2 separate regions of the Gossypium arboreum genome follow, and region 1 is linked to region 2. Evidence: chromatin contacts called from public Hi-C data. All regions are on one chromosome and are shown on one strand. Each heading gives the region's core, a stretch centred on a gene start, on an enhancer-like site or on the middle of the called end of the contact. The rest is flanking DNA. Distances are from core to core; before and after follow the strand shown. Region 1 has its middle 4.1 kb from the start of LOC128290379. Region 2 has its middle 15 kb from the start of LOC128290246.

Region 1 (2,763 bases), core at 213-2,712, 110 kb after region 2:
TTAGTATATCAACAATGATAATTTTTAACTCTACAAATAGAGTTAAGATTTTATCACGTACCCTTAAATTGTATTTAATAAATAAATACAAAATGTGAGAAAGTTTGAAGTAAAAAATTTCATAACTATACTAAATAATAATAATTAATAAATTGCTTTTTGAGCAGGCATTTAATGCCATCGTCCAAAAACACATTAGAACGTTCAAAATAAGTAATGTTGATTGGGGATAGAAGAAAAAATTAAAACCTTACATTCATTTTCTGTATTTTCTTTATGTTTCTTCGACACTATGAAAAACAGCAGCATTGAAACACGTTTAATTCTTTTTTTCTTTTCAATTAAATTTAAAATCGAGTTGGAATGAAAAAATCACATAATGAAGTGGAAAAGTTGACTGAAAAATAAATCTAGTGTACTAGATAAAATTAAAAAAAAGATAACTATTTTCTACCTAATGCATAAAAATTAATCATTTTAAATTAGGATGATGATAAAAGAAAAGAAAATGAGGAGTAATATATATTACTTTAAAATTATATAATTTTAGAAATTTATTTTCTTTCCTCTTATTTTTAACTCTACCAAGTAATGCTTGAGAAACAATTTTAGGTATTTTATGTGTTAAAGTCCCAACAATTTATCAACTCCATCTCCAAAAATACATATAGACAAAGATGTATTTTTGTCTTTATATGATGGGAATCCATTGCTTTAGGCGGTATTGTTGAAGGAGAAGACGCATGTACAGGTTTTGCACCTCTCATACGTTGCTTTCTTTGCTTTGCTTTTGTCCTACTCCTACTACGACTTCTTTACGGGCTCGACCTCCGAGGAATTAAGCTACTGATTTAAGAGAAGAAAAATAAAAGGTAAAAAGAGTGAGTGGTAGTGGGTTAGTGCAAGCAGGTGAGGGTAAGACACAAATAGAAGGAAAGTGGTTGAAATAATGGAGCTTGTGTTGGTCTCCACCCCCCACACTTACTACGTATAAATGGAGCAATACTTTTACCATATACCATATTAAGGATTTTGGAAGAATTTTATGATTAATTTATCATGTTTTACTTTCTTTCTTCTTTTTTTTTTTAAATTCCAATCAAACATTTAAATTTTTTTTTCGTTTTCTTTTGGACCAATATTTCTAGAAGAGTGGTCAAAAGTCAGACAAGACCACACCAAACTTAAAAAATAAATGATAAATTAAAATAATTTTTTTATAAAATTAAAAAATCTTCGGTCCCTCAGTCTCAAATAAAATGCATTTCTGGACGAAAACTATACTGATAAGACCAGGCTGAGTATCACATAATTCACGGCTTTTTAATGGAAAATCTTTGATCCTCTTCCCCAAGATAGTGTTGGAGCAAATTATACAAACAGGGGGAGCAATTGATTTTGTTCATCCAGCTGTGCAGTGGACCCTCCTACAGTAGTTGCCGGTCCACCCACTGACCATAAGACTAGTCTGAGTCTAATCATCATGCTTGTCTCCTAATCATGATTCAACGTATAGCTTTGCATTCCACTCAACCATACATCATGGTACTTAGTACACTTAAATCATTCACATTACAAATCCACCAAGTACCATATCTGTACAAGACGCAAAAACATGGGAGTCATTTCGCAAACTGTAATTACCAATAGCATTACAGTCCATTACTTTTTTTTAGGGTAAATGCTCAAATGCAACATCTTAATCTTTATACAAGTGCTCTAAGGTTAAATCTTTTAAAATTATCAAATAAGTTTTTAATTTTTTGAAAAGTGCTCAAATAAGAATCAAACTTTTTCAAAAAAGAGTTCAAATTAGGGCTTCTCAAATGTAGTATATCAAATTTTAAATTATGTTTTGATACTTTCTTTTCTTTCAAGTAATATTTGATTTAAGTATTATATGTTTTATTCTAAAGACATTAGCACTTACCTAATTTTTTTCTACAAATTGGACTGAAGTGCGTGAAAACTTTTATTTGAACACTTCTATAAAGGGTAGGCTCTTGTTTGGCTATTTTGAAAGGTTTGACTCTTCTGTGAAGAACCTATAAACGATTGAGTCCTAATTCTAGCATTTACCACTTTTCTTATTAACAGAAATTTCCTTCAAACTCTTAGTCATTGCCAACTCTATTGCTAATCAGGACCCAGTTCCACATTTGGAGAGGAGATAGGACTATGTTCCTTCCAAAGCCCACCTTCAATTTCATATCAAGGCATTGATAATACAATTGCAAATAGAGAAAGACAGCGCAAAGTTGAAACTATTGAATAAAATGCCGCATTCTATACATCAGAAACCTAACTTGAGGTACTTCAAATATTCAAAAGCTATAGCACATGCTATACTTGACTACAGGGATTTTTATTTTCTTGTTTCAACTGTGGGAGATTTGACCATCCAAAACACCTACATGTAAAGAGAGAAAATGTGTCTTTTGTCTTTTATAACAACTCATATACATTCTTGCAAGAGTCAGGGAATGGAGTTATCTACCATTTTGACTAGTAACATCTAACAACTGGACAAGCGGACCAACTGAGCTTGACTGCTCTGACTCACATAAATGTTCAGTTTCAGGCCTTCAACCACTAAAGCAGAGTTTGGTGATTGTGCCCATCATCGTAAACAGTACGAAGAACGACCGAACTTGTGTATTGCTGCCTAAGCCCGCAGGCATTCCACTCTGTTGTCTTAAAGTGAACTCATAATCAATCATCCTAAAGTTTATGTAAAGCCCAGACCTAAGTAAAAGGATCTCA
Region 2 (2,700 bases), core at 45-2,544:
TTATGCTATAGCCCATAGAGCATAGACCCCAAAATTCATTTAGGAGAAAGTAGATGGGGACTTTCGGCTGAAGAGAGAATTTAGAAATGTTAAAGCAAAACTTGGTTTGACTATAATTTCTTTTAGGCCCATCAATTGTTGCAAATGGCTAACATTAACGTGCACCAACTATCACACTATATGTGTAGACCCAAATCTCTTGGACTTGGTTACCCGCCCACACAACTCGCCTAAGTGAGGTTTTTGGAATTTTTCCAATAGTTTATTATAATTTAGTTTGGTTTGATTCTCACTTGTCTCATATTAACCTTTTCTTGTTTTGTATTTTTAATTTTATTTTAGTAAAATGAGTTTTTTTACAGCTTTTGAATTTTATTTGACAAAGTTTTAAAATTATTTTCATAAATATTTTTAAAGAATAATAAATTTTCAAGTAAATAAAAAAATCAATAACTTTTATATGATATATTTTAATATATATATATTAAGTTATTTTCACTATTTTAAACATAAAATATTTATTTTTTATTATCAAAATTATTTGGGTGGTGCTCTGAGATCCTTGGTGTCAGCTTGTAAAATAAATAGTAAATATTTATTAGTACATAAAATGTAATACTTCTTTTAAACGAGAATAACCTAAACTTGTAGACATAATATGCTCACGAGTTCAACTTGAAATATTATACAAAATTTAAAAGGTGAGATGATTGCCAAAATGATCCATACAATCAATTTTAACTCTTCCTAAAGTATTACTTTTTTTTTTTTATAGTGTATACGCGATGGAGGTTTTTTAACTTATGAAATTGTCATTAGTCTCATTTATTTATTTATTTTAATTTTTAATATCAATTATGATAAACTCAAGTGAGAATGAGTAAATGGAAACAGATAGGAGATAGTGAGATACATTGAGATGTTGGGCATTAATGTTATATAAGTTGGATGGATATTTAGAAGTTGTTATCCATTGGTTCAAATGCAACCAAAATAGAATGATGTTCATACCCTTATCATTACATTCAACTCCAACATCAATTCCAGTCTCCTCTGAACATAAGAGATAGGGTAGGGTTGCACACTGTGGGTTTTGCCAAATTAGACCCAGAGATTGGTTGGTTTTTGCCGCCAATATTAAATGACTTGGGTGGCAGTATTGACCCCCTAATGCCCTAAACCAAGAAAAAAAAAATCTACCAATGGTCCTTTCTTTCTGCCCATATAGGGGTAGTTGAGGCCTAAATTTCATTGACATATAGCTTGTATTGGCTTTTAACGGTAATCCCATAAGACTCCACTGCCAACTAGGGTTGAAATTCAGCCTAAATTTTGCAGGTAAGAATAGGACCACTGTACCCCCAACTATGTCACAAACACTTATTGACTGCCATTGGCTTTTCTTTTGATCTTTTCCTCACTGTTTAATACAAACTCTTGATTAGTTTCAAATGCTGTCTAAGCAGCTAGATCAGCATCAAAATGATTTAACATTAAATTTTGGCACCAGTGGTTCATGTGTCCATTTCTTATATTGTCCACATCAGTGTTTGAATCTAGTGACTTTGGCGTGGTTCATTCAATAATTTTTGGCCAAGGCTTTTGAGGTCCCCAAGTTCGACCATTCTTTGAAAACACATTTTCCATCAAAAGATCGAATAAATTTATCCTTGCATTAATACTACTACTACTTACGTACGCATGTTAAAGCATTACAATGAGTTCATGAGCCGTCCACATTAGGAGTTTGATTGTATATAATCGACATAGCACAAATTACAATAGGCAAAGTTAATTGCAAAAAAACAGAGGGCCAAACCTATACTAGATTAGAATTGGCAACGTACATAGATGGCTGCATTAGGCTGCAGGTTTACAGTTTCTTCCGCCGCCCTTCAATAACATCGTATGCGACATATATTATATCATGATAGTAGTGCCAACCATTGAAATGTTTGGGAGAAAGAACAAACTACAAAGGGTAATTAAATGCCAACATTTTGGTTCAAAATTTGTGGGCTGAAACTATAATATTGAAAACAGTTATCCTCGTTTACATGTTCTCCGCCTTAAATTTAATCCAAATTAGGTTGAATTTGTTTTATTGAAAATGACTCTTAGAAAATAATTTATTTTTTTGAAAAAGTTAAATATTTTCTGGTGTTTGGATGAATCTGTATAAAATATTTTTGTTGTTTGGCAGATTTCTTGAAAATATTTCATGAAAGTTGTTTTTAATGAAACAAACATACATTTAAGATTTATAATAAGTAGTGAATTGATTACAAAGTGATATTAAGGTGAAATTAAGGTGAAATTATAGTAAATAATGAATCTTCATGATGTTAAAGATTAAATTGTAAACTTTGTGAAATTTATAATTAAAACAAGAGAAGTGATATGCATGAAAATTTGTTATGTAAAATAAGATATTATAATGAATTATTTGATTAAAGTGTTTATATGGTGAAAAATAAATTACATGGCAATAGGGACTAAATTGAAAAATGTACAAAAATTTAAGTGTGAAACAATTTAATATGTGACTAAAGAAATTATGGTAAAAGTTTAATGAATATGTTATGAGATGATGAAATATGCATAAAGTATTGTAAAAGTGAAATTGTGGAAAAATATGGAATTTTTATGATGACAAGGACTAAATTGTTAAACTTGAGAAAATATGTGGATGAAATAATA

The links. A called contact is a pair of places that touch in the nucleus more often than the background predicts.
Region 1: a contact with region 2 is called in a Hi-C map of leaf, with 4 times the contacts expected there. The contact joins two enhancer-like sites. A contact is called at or near these places in 2 of 5 Hi-C or Micro-C datasets (both in leaf).

What each region holds. Positions count from the first base shown.
Region 1 is chr3:113,856,084-113,858,846 of ASM2569848v2, forward strand. No RefSeq gene overlaps it. Among protein-coding and RNA genes, the nearest start is that of LOC128290379, 4.1 kb to the left of the region's middle. Within about 2 kb of position 1,463, at least 2 of the 2 cell types and tissues checked have an H3K27ac peak or open chromatin away from gene starts, as enhancers often do. A contact at or near this core is called in leaf, where this site is marked.
Region 2 is chr3:113,748,872-113,751,571 of ASM2569848v2, forward strand. No RefSeq gene overlaps it. Among protein-coding and RNA genes, the nearest start is that of LOC128290246, 15 kb to the left of the region's middle. Within about 2 kb of position 1,295, at least 1 of the 2 cell types and tissues checked has an H3K27ac peak or open chromatin away from gene starts, as enhancers often do. A contact at or near this core is called in leaf, where this site is marked.